Linked DNA regions of Mus musculus: region 1 is linked to region 2. A link is a contact called in public Hi-C data. All regions are on one chromosome and are shown on one strand. Each heading gives the region's core, a stretch centred on a gene start, on an enhancer-like site or on the middle of the called end of the contact. The rest is flanking DNA. Distances are from core to core; before and after follow the strand shown. Region 1 overlaps Rptor (regulatory associated protein of MTOR, complex 1). Region 2 overlaps Rptor (regulatory associated protein of MTOR, complex 1).

Region 1 (4,800 bases), core at 1,418-3,917, 140 kb after region 2:
CTTTCCTATCGGAAGAGAAGCAAACACCATTCCTGGCTTGGGATTTAGTGGTTGCGCAGGCTGAGCCCCCAAACAGGAAAGGTGCACATCACACCCTATTCAGACCACACTGGAAGGACAGACATTGTGGAAAGCTGGAAGAAAAAACCAAAGAAACAGTAGGCAGTCATATTGCCAAACAGGAAGCCAAAGTAATATATGTGGGAGTATGGGGAAGACAGGGAAGCCCCTGAGACTGACTGCCCTCTACAGCAGGGCACCGGAACCTCAGAGAATTGAAATCAGAATTGTTTTATTTTTCTAACTACTACCTTGTAGCCATTAAGATTCAGAAGTACTTGGGAATAAATATAACAAATATAATAAAATGCATGCAAGGCCTGAGCTCACAAATCTGAATTATCACAGAGATTAAAGATGAGGCAGAAAATGGCTCTGTAAAGATGGAAAGACCCAGCTCTATGTGTGTGCCTTTGTGTGAGACAGGTTAACATGGAGGTTAGGCAGGCTTTAAGTTACTGGCAGTGCTCAGTGCCCAAGTGTAGAGATTGCAGATATGTTCTTACCATATCCAGCCAAAATTCAGTATTCTTAAACGTTAATTTTCTCCAACTTGATCTTTGCTGTCCCAGTCAAAGTCTTGGCTTTAAACCTTACATAGAAGCACAGAGGGCATGGTGAGGACAGTTTGGACTCAGCGTAAAGCCATTGTCACAAGACAGTCATGCCGTGTACACACTGCACAAAGGTGCCTAAATGGTTTCATGGGGAAGGACTGTTTTTCAAGAATTGGTGGTAGAAGCTGTATATGGAGAAGAAAAAAAAAAAATCAAAGACAGAGACTACCTTGCACCTCACTTACGCCTTACGGAACAGTTAACCCTGTTCTTCCTCTGAGAGCCAGGGAGAGCTAGAAGGCTGGATGAAATGGGGTTTCCACCCTTACAGCAAGTTATTGGTAACAGCTGCTGCTGGACCAAGAGCAGCTGCACCACTGCACGCTGTGAGGATGATGGTGGGTCTCCATTATATTAAACTCAGGAAGGCTAGCCAGGGACCAGAGGACGCAAAGGTAAGGCAGCCGCAGCTGTGATGGGATCAGGCGTGCATGCATGTGTTCACACACACACTCTCAGATGTGCACATGCACATTCATGCTCACACACTCATACACTACACACACACACACACACACACACGCACAAGATTGTCTCCAGATGCAGTAAGGGGCAATGGGATGTCATCTGTGTGGACTGTGGGGACGACAGAAGCTTAACAGTACTGCTGCAAACTGAAGTCTCAAACTGGTTTATTTTATCGTATGCAAATTGTATCTCATTAAAGTTGATTTAAGTGTTTTTAAATGTAGAATGTTGAGTGAAAAAATAAGAAACAGTATTAGATTTATAGTGCATTACTTTTTATTAAACACAAATATTGTGCAGTACTAGTCATGTAAATGTATGCATATATATCTGAGTGAAGAAACAGCATACAGGTCACAGACCTCACGGGACCACTGGAGAGGACTCTCTGGTTTGAGACTTTCAGTGTCCAGAACTGAGAGTCAGTGCAGGTGTGCTGGTAGGACCTGGAGGTGTCTTTGAGCTATGTACACACAGGAGAGGACATGGACATTTCTTCTGGTCACCCATGTAGGTGAAACAGTAGACAGGAAAGTAGCAGCATTTTTAAAGCCCAGCGTCTTTCACATCTACTCAGCTCTCACAAGGCCCAGTTTGGGGCCCAGTAGTGGAAGCAGCAGTAGTAGCCTCCAGGCCGCTGCTTCTGTAGGGACTGCGCTGACGCAGCTTTAGGACCCGTGTCCTTTGCAGTGTGTGCTGTTTCTCCAGAGATGTGTAGTGAGTGAATGTTTTATCTACAGAACAGGTGTCTTTGACTTCTGACTCCTGACTTGTGGTGATTTTCTTTTGGCTCACACTCCTCTCCTATGCTAATCTAAAATGGAACACAGTGTGCGGGTCATTCTCGGTGAGCAGTGTAGTGCAATGGAGTCCTGTCAGTGCCGACTGCCTAGCACCTGAGGTTGCATGAGTATGGCTGAAGGGCAGCATGTGGCCAGAACACACTCCTCTATCTACAGGAGCATGTACAAAAGAGATTGTGGTTGCGTGCAGCTCAGCTCACAGTAGGGTTTTCACTGTACTGTGACTGTGTGGGACTCTAGGAGAGCAGCTCCCTCCCCACACCCCCCCCCCATCCTCCTGTCTGGCTTCAGACAATGGCAGAACAACTTACTGTCTGCTTAGGATACAAACCATCATCACCTTGTTTCAAATTAGTTCCGGTGCTTGTTGGAAATTGTGCCGCAAAGCAGCTAAATGATCTCATGCTTAGGGAACAGTCGCTCCTGGGCTGTTACCTGCCGGTGTGTATCTTTAATGTGCTTCTGCTCGTCTGACTTATGTGCACGTAGTGTGCCTAGGCTGACACCTGTTATCAGCGATATTGCCGAGTTCCATTAAAGTACATTGATGTTTGCAGCTCTGTATTCAGTCATGGACACTTGTGTCAGTGAATAGTCAGGGGTACTTTTCTGGTGGTGGCTGTAGAAGCTGCCTCATTTCCTTTCACATACACTGCATTGAGGTGCCTCTCAGATGACATCTATGGCATGCCAGGACTGTGCTGTCACATAGGACCTGTGCAGATGGTGGCACAGCACCGCTCCGTTGTTTTTTGTTTTGTTTTGTTTTTGTTCTGAATGTATCCTGCAGACAATGATCCTCTGTTTTCCTGACTTCTTGCTATTCATACTACTGATGCCCCTGTTCGTGACACAGAACAGGCTTAAATAGGCTTCAAAAGCCACTTCCATGCACCATGTGGCTAGTGCCACAGTCACACTAGCCCTTGCTTTTGTTAGCCTTTGTCTCCATTATCCATGAGGTAATGTCTCTGTGTTGCAAGTAGCCTGCAGAGTATGCAAATGATAAGGATTTATGAGTCCAAGTGGTTGTCTGCTGGGATTGGGGACTTAATGGAGAGGGACACGCTTCTATCAGTCCTTTGGCAATAAGCAGGGAGAGAGCACAGTGTCTTCTCTGTTGGGGCTTCCTGTGATGGAGAGCTTGTCCTAGAAGGGGCAGTTGGAGGAGGGTGTTCTGAGTAGATGTTCCTATCCTGGCCATGGGCCTGAAGTCAAGCTTAGAGGATAGAGACAACTTAGTGCAGCCGGACCTTTGAGTGAGGGCAGACATGGTCCCCACAACCCAAGAAACAGGGTGCAGCCCCTGAGCATGACTAAATTATATCACACGTATGCCCCTGTATGTTCACCTGCCATCCCTACATACAAGAGAAGCTGATTTATCAATAATAGAAATGTATTGCTGTCAGTCTGGAGGCAGGAAGCCCAAGGTCCAGGTGCTAGCAGATGTTCTCTGCAGTCTAGAGTGTTGAAAGCTAGAGATGTAGTCTAGGGCGGATGAGCAGTGCCCTCCTCGCACAGTGTGGGAAGCATGCGGTGGGAACCACGGCTGGTGCAGTAGGCTCTGCCAGAGCATGAGCAGCATGTCGGGACTGAAGAGGCCAGACACTGTATGGCTCTTTAAGAAGCCATGCTGCTGTGCTGTTGGCTCGGAGCAGCTGAGATAAGGGGGCCTCTGTCCACCTCAGGCTCAAAGGAGACTCCTTGCTGGGAAAGCTGAAGAGGCAAAAAGCATCTTAGCCTCTGCTTCACAGGAGTGAGCACCACGGGCTGCTTGGGCATCACACACAGTTCAAGGCAGGAAAGCACTCCATTAGGAGCATGTTACCCTCATCCATATGCACTCTCCTGGAGTAAAGAAGCTAAGCAATGAGAAAGAGAAATAGGGCAAATGAATGAAGTGTAAATTAAAAGCTATCTCCCTGGCATAAGGTAGCAGGGGTGGGTGTGTGGTGCAGACCACACATTGCGACTGCCTTGTGAGGAGTCGCTTTCACGGGAGGGTCTGTTTGGGACTCTTCCTGGTCATTTGGCATAAGAACTGCCAGAGTAGGAACAAGATGCTCGCTCCTGGGCTCTCTAGCATTTACCTCACAATACTTACGGACCTTAAGGAGCCTGCTCAAGAGTACGTCCCTAGATCCTAAGCCCTGAGCCAAAGTTGGTACCTATCACCGATTGTTTTTATGTATGTATCCATGTGTGTTTGTGTGTATGTGTCTTTGTCTGTGTGTCCACATGTGTCCACATATATCTGTGTCTGTGAGTGTTCGTGAGTGTGTGTGTCTGTATGTTTTGAACCCTGAGCTTCATGCATGGCAGAAGTGCAGTCTACCGCTCAGCTACTTCAGCTCAGGATCAGCTACCAGCCCCTGCTGCTGATTCTTAAGTAAACATAAACCCTTGCCTTCAGTCCTCCCTCTTGCCCTAGTCCTGGATCTCCCCAAGGTCTAGCTGGTGACGCTGTTTGGCTCTGGAGCCATCCTTCCTGCCCTGACCCTTCTATGGGCTCTTGGCTCTCCTCCAATGGTGGACATGCAGCTCCCACCTGAGTCCTCTCAGCATCACTTCCTTCTCCTGCGTCATTGCCCCCAGGCCGGAATGTCAGCCAAAGACTCACCATCTCATTTCTAGCTGTCTCTTCACTGATGAGGAGTGAGTGCAGGAGAGAAATTAATTGTGTTGGGTTTCCCTTATATACCAAATTAAGGCCTTTTGTTTAATCGATATAATTCTGGTTTTAAATATCTGTTATCTTCATTTTATGGGTTAAAACAGCTGGATATAGCCAGGCGGTGGTGGCGCACACTTTTAATCTCAGCACTTGGGAGGCAGAGGCAGGCGGATTT
Region 2 (4,722 bases), core at 1,714-4,213:
TGGTCTACAAAGTGAGTTCCAGGACAGCCAGGGCCATACAGAGAAACCCTGTCTTGAAAAACAAAAACAAAAAAAAAATTTTTTTTTGAGTAGATTGAACTGCTGATTTCCAGACAACACAGATGGGAGTTGCTCCAAAAGAACCTTTCCAGCAGGTCCACTTCCCCGTGTCCTTTCCAGCAGGTCCACTTCCCCGCGTCCTTTCCAGACAGGTCCACTTCCCCGTGTCCTTTCCAGACAGGTCCACTTCCCCGTGTCCTTTCCAGCAGGTCCACTTCCCCGTATCCTTTCCAGACAGGTCCACTTCCCCGTGTCCTTTCCAGCAGGTCCACTTCCCCGTATCCTTTCCAGACAGGTCCACTTCCCCGTATCCTTTCCGGCAGGTCCACTTCCCCGTGTCCTTTCCAGACAGGTCCACTTCCCCATATCCTTTCCAGACAGGTCCACTTCCCCGTATCCTTTCCAGACAGGTCCACTTCCCCGTATCCTTTCCGGCAGGTCCACTTCCCCGTGTCCTTTCCAGCAGGTCCACTTCCCCGTGTCCTTTCCAGACAGGTCCACTTCCCCGTGTCCTTTCCAGCAGGTCCACTTCCCCGTATCCTTTCCAGACAGGTCCACTTCCCCGTGTCCTTTCCGGCAGGTCCACTTCCCCGTATCCTTTCCAGACAGGTCCACTTCCCCGTATCCTTTAAGAACCATCATTAAAAATAAGATTTAAAAATATTAAAGTTACACCATACTGTCCATTGTCCCAGAACATAAGATGTTTTAAATGTTATCAGTGATGCTGATAGATACCAAGCTCCCATGACCTTTGCTTAGGGCATTTGCCAGGTACTGCAATTTCAGGTTTGCAGGGTTGGGTTTTAACAGGCATGGCTACGAGACTTGCTCTACTTCCTCCTTCGGTGCTGGTGGCTCTGGGCTCCTGTTCCAGCAACAGGGCTACTTTCACTGTGATCGTTCTTGTGAGTAGGTATGCTGCTGTGATTTTAGTTCTTATTTTTTTCTTATAAGTAATTGTACTTTATGGGGCATACTGTTTGATGTATGCACACTGGAGTGATTGAGTAAATGCCTGTCATTCAGGGCTGGGAGGCAGCTCAGGTAGAATGCTTGCCTAGTATAAGGCAGGCCCCAGATTTAAGCAAGCTTCCCACAACAGCAGCACACAGGCAGGGTTTTACCACTATCTGCAGTTGCGGTACTGTGCAGTGCATCTCAGAACTTACTCCTTGGTGTTGAGATGTCACCCTTCCACCGTTGTCTTCCTAGTGCCCCAGATCCCGCCTCTGCCACTACTACCTGACACATAAAAATGAGGTCATGTGGTGTGTATGGTTATCTTCCTGTGCCTGGCTTACTGCATTGAACAACATACAACTGGATTCCTTCTTTGTGGCTCAGTAGTATCTGATATATGTACACACCACATTTCTGTTTCTCCTCTGTTTGCCTGCTAATGGACACTCAGGTCACTTCCATGTCACGGCTGTTGTAACAAATGCTGAGTGAGCATGGGAATTCAGGTGTCAGACTCTGTCACAGATGGCTGGGTGGTAGCAGAGGCTCTCCATCTTCCTTGTGGCTCTCTGACAGTTCTCTGGCCATTCGATAAAGTCATCCAGAATTTACCCCTTCTTGCTAGTCTAGTAGGAACTCTGACCTGCTCTGGAGCACAGCCTTTTGACAGGGGTGCAGTGTGGATGTCTCTCACTGTGGACATGAGTTTTCCATCTTCTCAGGATCTCTTTGGATTAACAGAAGCAAGCTCTGCTGCTGTGGCTCTCTTTAGAGTTAGTTTTTCCTGGGGCTTAAACATTTGCTAAAGATCTCTTCTCAATTTTGAGGTTAGGATTTTATCCTATGTCCCCGTCCCCACCCTTTTTTTTTTTAAATTAGATATCTTCTTCATTTACATTTCAAATGCTTTCCCGAAAGTCCCCTTAACATTGCCCCCTCCCCCCAACCCACACACTCCTGCCTCCTGGCTCTGGCATTCCCCTGTATATCCGATGTCTTTTAATTCTTAATGCTTGATAGTGTTTTTGGTTTTGGTTTTGATTCTTTTCTTTTCTTTTTTATTGGACAGGATCCCACTCTGCAGCCCTGGCTAGCTTGGACTGACTGTAGATCAGGTTGGCCTGGAGCCCACAGAGACCCTCTTGTGTCTGTTTTTTAATGCTAGGGAGCGTTATAGTTTTGCTGCTTACATTTAGCTTCCTGATCAGGATGAGTGTTGGTAGGCCCAGGTAATTCTTGTTACATGCGACAGTCTTGTCACCGTCAGAAGTGTCCACCCGGCTTTTATAATGAATTACAGAGCCAGACTGTTCCTTAGTAGACATTGGCTTTAGATGTGGGTGAGGCAAGGGCCCAGTCTCGTTTTGTCTCTGAGAAGACCCATGTGTCAGGCTCCTTTGCTTCAGTCTGCAGGACTCCCTGTCACCGGCCTGGTTTGGCCCCATCTCAGGTTGTTCTGGGAGCCTCAGTTGTGCTCTCTGTGGCTTCCTGAAATTGGAAAGAAGTCCAGATAGGTTGTTCTTCATCGTGTGTGCCCTTTTGCATTTTATTTCCACACAGATCTTAAGCCAGTGGATAAATCACAGATGGAGTTGTCCACCTCTTCACATTTTCAAGCTTTTAAATTTCCACGTAGAGGCCCTTCATATCTTTTATTGGATAATTCCTAGAAATTTTACCTCTTTTGTTTGTTTTGTTGCTTAGGAATCAATACAGCTTCTCTTTACATGCTGTGTCTGGAAGCCTTTGACTCTGACTGAGTGTTTGTCTACATATCTGTTTGGATTTCTGTAAACAGAGTCGTGTTGTTCTGAGGGTAATGGCAGTTCCCTCCCTTCCTTCTACTAATCTTGAAGCTCACTGGGAATCCTGTGGTAGGATGAGGCCTCTTCTTTAACTTGCAAAGTGAGCACTGTTTACTCTCTCTTTCTCTGCCATAGGGTCTCTTACTCTATAGCTCAGGTTGGCCTTGAGCTCTTGGCAATCCTCCTGCCCCAACCTGCTGAGTGCTGGGATGACAGGCCTGACACTTGCCAACAGGCTGTGCTCCAGAGCAGGTCAGAGTTCCTAGACTAGCAAGAAGGGGTGAGTTCTGGATGACTTTATCAAACAGCACTATGGAATGGCCAGAGAGCTAGTAAGAGTTGTTTTCATAGTAACAAGAGCTGTTTGGATTTGAGTCGTCTAACTGTGTGCGTGCCATTTGCCTTGTTGATGTGGTGCAGTGCATGCACAGCTAGTGCTGTGTGTGCATTGGTGTGTCTGCAGGCGGCAGGGCACCTGTTCTTAGTGACTGGGCCTGGCCTGGATTAGCTTGGTCCTTGGCTAAAGGTTTTGTTGCAGTACTAAAGCTTAGTCTCCTCCCCTCCACCATCTTTTTTGCTTAGCAGCTCAGGTGAGCCCCTTGGCAGTTTGCTATGTTTTAATACCAAAGCTGTGCTACTTTAGAGATAGGACCTTGGGGAATCTTTTTTTTGTTTCTTCTGTCTTTAGACTTAGAGCAGTATTTGTGGAACTTGTCATCTGGGTCTTTAGTTTCTTCCGTGGAATAACTTTTTTTATACCTATGATTTGCTTTTAAATGGTTATTGGGAGGCTTCATGTCTGCTATGGCCTCATGAGTCAGTTTTGGTTATGTTTCTCAAGAAATTTGTTCTTTTTAAGTATTTGCTAAAAAATTTAGTGGCTATAATTGTTTAACATACTTTAGAAAAATCTGTATTCTTTTGAAGCTTTAATTTGCTTATTTATTTTGGTGTAGTTGAGACAGGCTTTCATGTATCCCAAACCTACTTGAAGCTTAATGATCAGTTTGCTGAGAGGAAAGGCTGTGGGATCATGAGTGTGGAGGGATCATCAGAGAAGAGACTGCACTAGCCAGGGAACGACAGGGAATGACAGGGAATGACAGAGAATGCCAGGGAATGATGGAATGACGGAATGACCGGGTGACAGGGAATGACAGGGGCTGTTTGGACCTTTTCTTATGTCTGCTTTTACTCTGCCAGGTTCTAGCCTTTGCCTCCTCTCTTTGGTTGGCTTTCCTCAGCCTCCACTTTCTGCCCTCCTGTGTTGCATCTGTAGGTGTTCTCTTGCTCTCAGGGCAGACTTGCAGTACAGACGGACCGGGGTTTGCTCATCTCCTTTCCATGCAGAGGCTTTGATGCCAAGAAGGCTGGCCCAGCTGCAGCTGAGAGTGTGAACACTGAAGCTGCAGGCCAGCTGGAACCCAGTTTCATGTTCTGTCAGGGGACAGGGTAGTGGTGCCACAGCTGGGACACCAAGGATGCCCTAGTGACCCAAGGAAAGTGCTAAAAAACTTGCCCACCATTGTGGACTTGGTAGTTCCTAGAGCCTGCCACTGTGGGTTTGGTGGCTCCCAGTGTCTGAAGCTCCTTTTGCTCTGTAGTTGGTGACAATGATGAATATTTAACAGTGTAGTGACAGCTGTCAGCCTTGGGTGATCCTTGTGACTTGGTGGCTTCCGGACGATCCGTGCAGTCTGTCAGGAAAGGTGAGCAGCAGGTGGAGATGGTACCACAAGGTGAAAGGTGATTCTGGGTGACCCTGCAGAGTATCGCTCGGTCAGAAAGTACCACTTCCATGTTTGAAGGTGGCTTTTCTATACACTTCAGCTGGAATATCAAACTGTGACAGATTGAGACATGTTCAATACAGATGCCTAGGCAGAATCCGATG

The links. Hi-C and Micro-C count contacts between places; a contact is called where the count stands out from the background.
Region 1: a contact with region 2 is called in a Hi-C map of cerebellar granule neurons, with 1.8 times the contacts expected there. The contact joins two enhancer-like sites. A contact is called at or near these places in 12 of 484 Hi-C or Micro-C datasets (the HPC-5 cell line, the HPC-7 cell line, Sertoli cells and 9 more), 4 of 115 datasets of contacts at active chromatin or transcription factors (double positive thymocytes, embryonic stem cells and oligodendrocyte precursor cells) and 1 of 9 other capture datasets (embryonic stem cells).

The regions. Positions count from the first base shown.
Region 1 is chr11:119,764,219-119,769,018 of GRCm38.p6, forward strand. The region is part of intron 6 of Rptor (regulatory associated protein of MTOR, complex 1); the gene reads left to right. Among named protein-coding and RNA genes, the nearest start is that of Rptoros, 68 kb to the right of the region's middle. Within about 2 kb of position 2,668, at least 28 of the 459 cell types and tissues checked have an H3K27ac peak or open chromatin away from gene starts, as enhancers often do. A contact at or near this core is called in cerebellar granule neurons and oligodendrocyte precursor cells, where this site is marked.
Region 2 is chr11:119,628,383-119,633,104 of GRCm38.p6, forward strand. The region is part of intron 1 of Rptor (regulatory associated protein of MTOR, complex 1); the gene reads left to right. Among named protein-coding and RNA genes, the nearest start is that of Rptor, 28 kb to the left of the region's middle. Within about 2 kb of position 2,964, at least 17 of the 459 cell types and tissues checked have an H3K27ac peak or open chromatin away from gene starts, as enhancers often do. A contact at or near this core is called in cerebellar granule neurons and oligodendrocyte precursor cells, where this site is marked.